Regions from separate parts of the Anas platyrhynchos genome. Here region 2 is linked to region 1. The links are chromatin contacts, called in public Hi-C maps. All regions are on one chromosome and are shown on one strand. Each heading gives the region's core, a stretch centred on a gene start, on an enhancer-like site or on the middle of the called end of the contact. The rest is flanking DNA. Distances are from core to core; before and after follow the strand shown. Region 1 holds the start of FNBP1L (formin binding protein 1 like). Region 2 holds the start of BCAR3 (BCAR3 adaptor protein, NSP family member).

Region 1 (5,424 bases), core at 17-2,516:
CTAGTTGAAGTAAAGGTGAAATGTACCTGTGTGTAAACACACCTGAGATACGTATGATTGCTCTTTTAGGAAGAAGTATGGGTCAGAAGCAAACTAAAAATCAAACTTTATTGAACAAGTAGCTAAGCAAAGAGTTGATCTAAGTTTTTCTTCCTAATCCTCAAAAGCATGTGAATTGAATGAGTGTGTCTGTGTGTGTGTGTGTATATGTGTGTATATATATATATATATAAATATATATAATTATGATTACTTTTCTTATTCATCAGTGCTTCATTACCAGAATCCTCAAAATGTTTTCAGCCTGGTGAATGTTTTCAGTAACATGCAATGTACAAACTGTTTGAATTAACATCTGTTCAATTGAAGTGAGCCCAAGTGTGGAATTTGAGCCCAAATCTGGGGTTTTGTGACCACTGGCTTGCTAAAACATCCTCTCCGTCGGCCACCACAACACGTGGCAGAATTGTTCAGCTTGGGGTTTCCCACAGACCAAATGCATTTCTAGTGTAACGTGACTGGCTCCAACACTTCACTCCAGAAATAACATCGTTGACCTGTGATCTCATCTGCTTATTTTGATAATTCACATTATCTTACTGTAATGGTTTCATATCTAAAAGAATTTGCATTTTGCTCTCCTAAGGAAAAAGATTAAATGTCAGCTAAGCATGATGTGAATGAGCAGTACCTGGAAGGTGACTTTGGAAACGAAAAGAATTATTGGGCTTAAGTCACTTTGTTTTCATGATGGAGACTGAGCACAACAGCAATATTTTCACCACGTCCTTGCTGCAATTTTTGAGTAAAAATGGGAGGAAAACCAAAACTTGATGCTCTGAGGGGAATTCTGACGGCTCTCCAAACCTCTGCTTTCTATCAGCTTTCGAAACGGACATTTTGGTGGAGAAATGGCGAGGATTTAACACCATTTCCTCGCCAGGCGCTGAGGAAATTCCCGGCGGGGCCCGAGAGCCGCTGTGCCCGGGGCCGCTCCCGCCGTGACTCAGCGCCTGCCCGGCCGCCCTGAGGCGCGGCGCCGAGGGCCGGGGTCTCGCTGCGCGGGCTCTGCCCCCGGGCGTCGCCTCAGAGCCGAGTGGGGCGCGGCCGCTCCCCTCCCCCCCACACACACCCCGGTTTCGGCCAGGAGCAGCGCCCGGTACCGGGCGGCGCCTCGGGCCGGGGGGGGCGGCAGGCGCGGCGGGAGGGAGGCTTTGCGCCGGGCCTCCCCCGGGAGCGGCGCCTCGGCCCGGCCCGGCCCCGGCCGAGCCCGCCCCTCTCCCAGTCTCCTCCGCGGCTCCCCCTCCCCGAGCCGGGCGGGGCCGCAGCTCGCAGCGCCGCCGCTCCTTGTGCCGCCTCTCCCCGCTGACCGAGGGCACCGCCGGGACCCTCTCCGGCCGCCCCCCCCCGTCCCCGCCGCCGCCTCAGCCGCAGCCGGCGCTGCCCGCGGAGCCGCCATGAGCTGGGGCACGGAGCTGTGGGTGAGTGTCGGCCCGGCCGCTCCGTGTGTCGGCACCCGCCGCCTCCCCCCCCCCCCGCCCGGCCGCTTTGTTCGGCGCTGGGGAAGGGCGGCGGCACCGGCGGAGGGACGGGGGGGCTCGGGGCGGTGTGAGGGGGAAGCGGGGCGCCGAGGCGGGGCTGAGGGGCGGGCGCTCGGCGGGCAGCGGGGCCGGGGGGCGGCCGTGGCGGGGTGCGGGGGGGTCCCGGTGGCGGCCCGGGGTCGCGGCGGGCCCGGCTTTGTCTGCGGCGCCGCCCCCGGGGGGCTTCTCCGGAGGGAACCTTCCAGAGCGGGGGCGGCCGGCGGGGGGAGCGGCAGGGAGCGCTGAGGGGGCTCGGCGGGCCCCCTGCGGACCGGGGCGCGAGGCGCGCACACGCCCTGAGGAAAATATTCCCCCAAATATTCCCCAGGATGTTCCTCCAAATATTCCCCCAAAACCGGGTGCAGCGGCCGCGGCTCGGCCGTGCCGCCCCTCGCGGCTCCGGCAGCCCCTTTGTCCCGCACGGCTGCGGCAGCGCTGGGCGCCGGGAGCGGCGCTGCCTGGCGGGGGGGATTTAGGGCGGGTCGGGATTTGGGGGGCTGCAGCAGCCCCGCGTCCCCCGTGTCGTGTGGGGAAGCGGGTCGTTAAGGCTGGCAGAGGTCTCCGTGATCGCCTGGTGCGGCCGCCCCTACCCGGGAGAGGTTTTGGGGCGGCGCTGGGGAGAGTCGGGGGGTGCCTTGGAGGAGAACGCTGAATTTTCGTCTGTGTGTACTTAAATTCCTATCGCTTCAGAAACCAGGCTTTCAGTTTGCTCGTCTCTGTTCCTTTGGGCAGCCTCTGAATTTTGTTTTCTTTGTTCGGCTTGTGAATGATAGCTCAGGTTTTGTGTTCTGTCTGGTGCTCAGCATTGTGAGGAAACACGTCAGAAATACATACAAAAATATGGATTTCAACTTCAGGCTTCATTTCAAGAAAAGGCAAATTTATTTACGGCATCATCAAACTGCCTGAATTTTATCTAGACCTACTACATTTTTTTTCCTAAGTCACTAATTCCATTGTGCTGGTTTAAAGAAATAAACCCAGATGTTTAAAATAAAAGTTCTATGCTACTGCTTTTATTTCAGCAAAATTCAATATGCTTTTTCGTATTATTAGGAGATAGCTATTTCCTTAAGGTATGGACACAGATTTTATATATATATATATTTATATATATTTATATATATTAAAAATATATATTTATATATATATATTCATATATATATATATATAAAAAATGGTCTGTTTGTAGGCATATAGCTAGCTTCTCTGATTTAAGTTTTTATATTGAAATGTACCTTCTAAATGGGTTGCTTTTGTTGAATTATGTCATGCTTTTTGAAAAATTGCATCTTAGGGCTATAAAGCCAAGTATTTTGTTACGCAAAAAAAAAAAGTTCAGTGCCTCTCATACCGATTGAAAAGAATATCAAACGTGTGCTTTGACATCTTGCAATGGGCAGAGAAACATTTATCTTTCAATTCTGGTGTAAAATTTTGTTTATAAATGTATTAGCTCCTCTCTAGACCAAGAATGCAATGAAAAGCAGTGCTCTGGGAGCTTTGGAGACAGGGCTGCGAAGAATGGGCAGTTAAAGCGTTACCTGTGTTTTCGTCCCGAGGCTTTCCCTTCGCCTTCCCCTGCTGCTACCCTGAGTGCAGCCTCTCAGCAGCAGAGCCAGGCTGGGCTCGCTACTGGCAGCGGGGCGTCCAGCGGCGCAGCGCGGACACAGCGGGGAGAGGCCTCGCCCTTGATAGTGCTGGTGCCTGGAGATCCGAAGGGCAGGTTGGCATGGTCAAGGCTTGCATTTGGAGGACGGTTTTTCTGAATGTTGAGCAAACGTTCGCGACGTGTTTGTAAGCAAATACGTATGTAGGCACTCCTCGTATATTTGCAGTTCTGATGTATTTATTTATTTATTTTCCTGGAGTCTGTACGCTACTTCTGATAAAGTAAAAAGTGTGCATGGGTACATTTAGAGGGAAATAAGGATCCAGAAGAAAATCTAGGGGATTAGAAAAAGCAACTCATGTCCAATATTTATAGCTCTTTTAATATAGCTCTTCTGGTATTAAAGTGTGTTGTTCATGTTTAAAATATCTTCAGTGGTTATATCATGAAAAAAGGGAAAGATTTTGTTTGATGGGCCAATATTTCCTAATTCTTAAATTCTTAAGCTGCTATTTCTATTTGCAGATTATTGGGCATTTTTGCCTTTCAGTCAACCATTTTTATAAGTACACCGTTCAGAATTAGGTGTACAGTGGCCAATGCACATATGTCTTGGGGAGGCTGAAGTAGAGGTGCTTCGTGTTTTTAGTCCAACAGCATATTCCCTGGTGTGTGACTGCTTTCAGTAATGAATATATTTCCTCTGATAACACTATAAAATAATATGAACTAATAATAGTGAAATAAACGTTGATTTGTTCAAGCCATTCTGTCATTAGAACTTTTGTTTTACCTTTTTTTCCACACTATGTGAAATGTGTTCTCCTTTTTTTTTCCACAACAAAATTTTTGTGATGAATTTTGAGTGTTGTTCCACAGATAATTTTATTCTGATCAGTGCATTTGTTTTTGTAGTGACTGCAGCATATACGTCATGATATGTGCTCATTAAAAGCAGGATACTTCAGTGAACTGCTTTGCGTGATAGTCTTCTCCTCATGGTTATGAGAGAGTAGTGGGAACTGGGACGTCTGGGTTCTAGTTGTCTGTCATCCAGTTGAAATTGTATTTTTTGAGACTTGGACTGCTGTGCTCTAAATTCTCCTGTAATAATTCTCTGTAATAATTGGGTGTTGTTTTATTAATTTATTATTTTTTTCTTATAGATGGGAATTGTAAAGTAATAATCACCTGATGAAAGGGTGTATATAATAACAAAGTATCATTGTTTTCTTGGTAATGAAAAATTGTTGCTTGTGGCTGTTTGCTTTGATACACTTTCCAGGGTTTTGACTTCAGTATGGTTTGTTTTTTTGTTTTGGTATTGTGTTTTTGTTCTCCTCATGAGCACTCTGAGGGCATACAGTTCAAGTTCTGGGTGGACTTTCACACTTGCTTAGTAAGATGCTCCAGTCTGACTTCTATCAAATTGTATTGCAATATCCAAGGTGAGAATAGATAAACGGAACTAAGGCTGTGAGGCTGTTCAGTAATTTAGCAACTGAAGTATTTGGAAAGAAAAACGATGGATTCTGATTTGTTCGAGTCTATTTGGCATAAACCTCCGTTTAGTGTGTATGTTTGTACATCTAGAGTTCTTTCTGTGATGGGCATCAACTGTACAAATAATAATAACATAGAAGATTTAACAAACCATACCTAGTTATTGTTATCATGGGTTTCTGTTCAGTTCAGTTGAATATATGGTGTGTTTGTTTGACACTAAAGGCTCACTGAGCTTTGGAGACTGGAGGATGGTTAGCGATGAAGTCCTTCACTTAATGGAAGCAAGTGAAACTTAGTGTGTGATTAGCAGTTTTGTTTTTAAAGTAGCTTCCTTGGAAATTAATTAGAGAGGTTAAGGCTACCTCTTTGAAAAACATCCTTTCTGATTTTTTTTTTTTGTTTTTTTTTTTTAGTTTATGTTCTGTGTTTCTGAACCTCTGTGAATCTCTTAATGGCAGTTGGCAGCAAAAGAGATGGAATACCATGTCAGAACATTTTCAGTCTGTAAAACCAGTCTAGCCATCTGTTTCTCACCTCTTGATAAATATTTAAAGCAGAAGTTTTGCTGAGGGCTTTTGTGCTAAGATTTTATGATTTAAGAAAAAGGCTATGGAAGATTTAATGATACTATTGTTGTGAGCTCCTTAGGGCCAGAAGCACCCCATCTTTTATAATTAAAAAACCACTGGCACTGTAGAACGCTGTTTTAGAAACGAGTTACATCTG
Region 2 (4,929 bases), core at 1,713-4,212, 150 kb after region 1:
ACTGAAAAGAGCTACATGAGAAAGTTTGAGAAGTGACAAACTTTAGTTTATTATCAAAACTGAGATGTTAATAAAGAGCAAAAAAGATCCATACTTTTAAAATAAAGTGAACAGGTTCTCCTTTTGCAACAGAAAAGCACAAAAAAGTTATGTTCCTTAAATGCACTGGAATACAAGATGAGTGAAATGCAGTAGATCAACACTGTAAATCGACACTGAAAAAATGCTCGTAGCTATTTTTCACTGTGTTAAGCTACACAAACAAGGACTACAAAAATAAAAGCAGAAAAGGGCCATAAAGCAAGCATGAAATAATTCTGCAAAGCAACCCCCCACTGGAAAACAATGCTGAAACCCAAATTGTAGAAAGTCTCTCAAAGACCACTCCAATCTTATGACTAATTTCTAGGTTTTTATTATCAGTGGGAAAATACCATAGGGTGGTGATATTTTTGGCCTGCTTTTGATCCGCTTGCTGTCTTGTGTCAAGGTATTGCTATCTCAGTTTCTCCTCATTTAAAATTAGCAGAATAGCACCTAGCTTAGTTCAGTGAAAATTGTCTAAGTGCCAGCACAATTGAACTTCAGCTCCCTGAAACAGAGCATAAATGTGAAGAGGAACTAAGAAGACAGCTTGTAAGAGAACTGAACTTCAGCTGGTGCTAGAAAAGCTAGTCCAAAGGACACATCCAGGTCCAGACGCTATCAAAGGTTAATCTGTTGTTGCTTAACATACCACATTTCCTCAGTTCACGAACTGTGAGCTGTTCTGTTTCTCATGCAGCAGCTCCATCTGTTGTCAAAAACGAAAAGTGGACTTTGCATTGGGACTACCGTCACAGGGGAGGGGAAAAAAATACAGAAATAGACTTGAATAATTTTAAATATCTCTGGACAATTTCTGTACACATCCCCAGTCAGCCCTGCAAGAACACCAGCCAGCCTGTTACCCGCCTGCGTAAACCAACTAACCAAACTGAAATTACAAGAGGAGGTAACACTCACACAAGCCTCAGAATTCTTTGTTCATACAGCTTCAGGACTAGTTTTCTCAAAGCTAACTCCTGCTCTTCACTATCTGCAATTATTAGTGCTCTGCTGTCCAAAGCTACCATGGTATCAAATCACACTGGTGAGGTGCTGACACTCGGTTGCCCTAAAATAAATGTGCCCGGATACTCCTGTACTACAGGATGTTCATGGCAATTTTCAACTACGTACAAGTGATTTAATTGAGCTGAACAAATATAAATTTAAGCTCATTATTTTGATGACTAATTCAGTTCTTAAAAACAAAAGTTCTGTTTCCTTTATGAAGCACAGAGCTTGAGTTGTTAGTCTGAGGACACAAATAAACATTTCTTTACAAGAAGCACAAAGGAATTTGGTCCAGAACGGCACAGTTGTGGCAAGACCACACAGACCCAGAGCTCGTAAATCTAGTGAGATCTACTCTGATTCTTGTAGAACTTTGATTCTTAGATGCATTTATTTTTATGTTCTTCTCCACTCCTATAGGTACTGATATCGATTATTACATGAAATACCAGACTCTCACAAAACCTGTACAACCTGTGCAACGCATGCAGCAGCACTACAGATCTGATGTGCTGCCAGCTCTGCCTGTTCCGGCCCCAGCTCGCTCTCCTGAGGCACCCAGGTGCCCAGGAGTCCTGTGCCCCGCTCTGAGTCCTGCAGCAGCAGACATGTTCCTGATCAGAACTACAGATTTTAAGGAAGAGTCTTGTTTTTTGTTCTTCCCATTTAGAAGGTTTTTCAAAGACTCCAAATTATTCTCAGTAAAATATTCTCAGTCACCAATTTCCAGGCATTTCCCACATCTCACCATATTTCTCTGTCACCTCACAACATCGTGTCTAGCAGAGACTTCAGGAACATATTTTCACTATTTTCACTTATCACCTTCCAGATTCCCCCACAGTTTTTTTTTTTTTTTGTTTGTTTGTTTTTTTTTTTTTTTCTCATGTGGCACTGGAAAGCTACAAAATGCTGCAGTGTATAGGGTGCACAGTAAACATACCCATGTTTTTCCCAAGTACTTTAATTCAAATACTATTGTTTTAAGAAAACGTGTTGAGATTGTTTCTAAAAACCTCCAGTGTTGGAAATCACCTATATTAAAAGAACTTCCTGTGTGAAGTGTATTTAAAAGAATATAAGGTTTGGAGCTGACCCAGTGTAGCTTCCATATTCTTGATATGGAAAAGTTTTTTTTGGGTCTGAAATTGAATTTTCACATTTAGCCCAATATGAGAAATGCTTGTATTTATTAATGCAGAATCAGACCTAAACTAATTTGTCAATGTTTCATGTTCATGTGTGTTCCAAGACCCAGTCCTACCAAGATTTCTTTACATAACTTTATTTGAGGATGCTTGGGGGAACAGTTCCACAACATAAGGAAACTGTGGAACAGGATTCCCTTATGTTCCCTCTAATATAAGGGTTAATATTGAAACCACCCAAGTGTGATGACAATAAATATTTTATGTACAGTACTGATGGAAAAACAACAATCCGTCTCTCAGAAGAGGTAAAGGCACAGGCCTGCCAAGCACCTCACAGCAAGCTGCAGTCACCCTTCCCCTCCCTGCCCCCGGCCGTGCATGTAGGCTGCCTCGGGACTTGTTTACACAGCAGCTAATACGGCTAAGCCTATTCATACTAGTTTAAAAAAAACGGAGAAATGATAAAAAGCGCGTCATTAACGAGTGGAAAAAGAAAGCGCCCAGCATCAAGGGCACTTACAGTCAGAGCAGGGTCGCGCAGGCTCTATGGGCGGCGTGCGGAAACTCCAACAGGTGGCTCCGTGGCGCAATGGATAGCGCATTGGACTTCTAGAGGGTTGAAGGGATTCAAAGGTTCCGGGTTCGAGTCCCGGCGGAGTCGCATGTGCTCTTTTATTTTCCTTCCTCTCTCCGCGTGGCTGCGACCTTTCCCCCTACCCCGCCCCCTCCTTCCGTCCCTTCCCTCACGGCCGCGGTAACCGAGCCGACCGGCCTGGCGCTTCCCGGCGGCCGGCTCCCGGCAGCGAGTCCCTGCGCGGCAGCGCCGAACCCAACACGGACGCCCCCGCGACGGGGCGCTCGGGCCCGCCTCCTGCCTCAGGCTGCGACCGAGCCCTGAGGCGCGCGGGGCGCCAACGGCCGCCTGTGGCCGCCCGCCCGTGCCTCATGCAAGGAGTGGTTTTAAAAAAATGTTTGGAAAGAAAGGTCCCAAGCAAACCCTGACAATAGCAACGACCTCGACACTTGTATCTGAGCAACTGAGTCATGCTGTTAGGTTTCTAGAACCAACTCTGGAACACGGTCTTAGCTGGAAATAAGGCTACTTCTCTCCTTCAGTGATGGTCTGACACAGATCTAGTCAAAGTAATTTTCAAGCAACAAAACGCCCACAAAATGCAGCAAATGAAACAAGCATTTAATGTGTCAATTAATGCCATCTTTTCTTCCTAACCTATGCATACCAATAAAAAGAAGACAAAGAGCCACTTTAATTAGACCTATCAAAACAAAAATTTGGGTGGTAAAATAATAATAATAGAAAAGCAGCAGCAATAAGCAAACCTCGATGCTATTCATGTCTGAAATAAATTCATGATTTATTCACAACTTAAATTCATGATGCGATTCATGAATTATATTTAATTAAAAAAATGCTTTTTAATCCTGCACAGGTGACTACAGCCTCTCTTTCAAATCATAATAACGTTTATTTAATAACAAGGTAAAGCCCCATAACTGAAAATGAGCCACACTATTAGTAACACCAACTATGACTGTTTGACAGCAGAGAAGCCCATTCAGGAATGCTATCTAGCTATAAAATATGTAAAACCCTTTACAGAAACATCCAGTGTTCCTGAATTCACGGTTAAACAGCCAACACTAACTTCTCTTACATGAATCCCATAAAAGCAACTAAGTCAAGCGACAGACAAAATCTTCCTCATCCCGTCACTTCCAGCAATGCATTCATTTCCAACTACTACTCTCCTTAGTTTTGTATTTAAGGGTAATGCCACAAAATCTGCCTAGACCCCAGTGAAAGAAATAGAAGGCCAAGGCTTTCACATTTCACATTTACATGTTGCAAGCAACATTTACACAACCATACTTGAGAAGTGCGTAAGTTAATTAAGAGAGAGACGTGCCTGATGGCGAAGCGGGGAATTCCTTGGCACAAGCACACAAGCAGTAGCAGCAGGGACAGCTCTCCCAGTGCGCAGGCACAAGCCCCTGTGGGGAAGTACAGGGGGACAACTCCACAAAACGTGCGTGTGAAGAAGGGCTTGAAGAAAACGTTGCAAGGACAATACACGCAGTCTTTTGGAATGCATTAAGAGAATCAGAAGGAAAATAATCAAGAATTGTAGCAAACAATATAAACTGGACAGATCATTAGGCAGCTTCAGTTTTAAAGGGACTGTTGATTGCAGGGAGATTAAAAATGCCCAAGGTATGGAAAAAGAAGCATGAGCAACAAAGGAAAATGAGAAGTATTTTACTTCTGCACCTAAATTAACCGTAACTACTGGTGGTACTGCCCCAGTACCACATCAGCCACCCTTAGCTATGTTTCTGTTGCTCTTTAATCTCAGGGAAATTTGTCAGTAACTGTTTATATCATTACAGGCAGAATTAATGTAACACAAGCATTTCTGACAGCACAATTAAAAGAAAATACTTGCAATTTATAGTCAAATAGTTTCTCAAATTATGCTAGTGTTTAACAATTTTTTGTTGACAAATTTGAGTATTTTCAGAGAAATCTTATCATCTGGTAAGTTTATGGCGTCACGTGGTGCATTTTGTTTTCACCTGCTCTCCCTAGCAACTTAAAATTTGTCACTTTTAATCAAATTCAATTGATTAAATTGAAATTAAGGAGCACTCCAAAGTATTA

What was found. Hi-C and Micro-C count contacts between places; a contact is called where the count stands out from the background.
Region 2: a contact with region 1 is called in a Hi-C map of subcutaneous adipose tissue, with 2.4 times the contacts expected there. The contact joins the promoter of BCAR3 here to the promoter of FNBP1L in region 1. A contact is called at or near these places in 3 of 8 Hi-C or Micro-C datasets (liver, skeletal muscle and subcutaneous adipose tissue).

The regions. Positions count from the first base shown.
Region 1 is chr8:8,520,678-8,526,101 of IASCAAS_PekinDuck_T2T, forward strand. FNBP1L (formin binding protein 1 like) reads left to right here and starts at 1,267. Exons shown (of 17, transcript XM_027462625.3): 1 at 1,267-1,481. The coding sequence starts at 1,458.
Region 2 is chr8:8,668,511-8,673,439 of IASCAAS_PekinDuck_T2T, forward strand. It overlaps BCAR3 (BCAR3 adaptor protein, NSP family member), which reads right to left and starts at 2,963. Exons shown (of 12, transcript XM_005026553.6): 1 at 2,770-2,963. TRNAR-UCU (transfer RNA arginine (anticodon UCU)) reads left to right here and starts at 2,825; the gene lies at 2,825-2,910.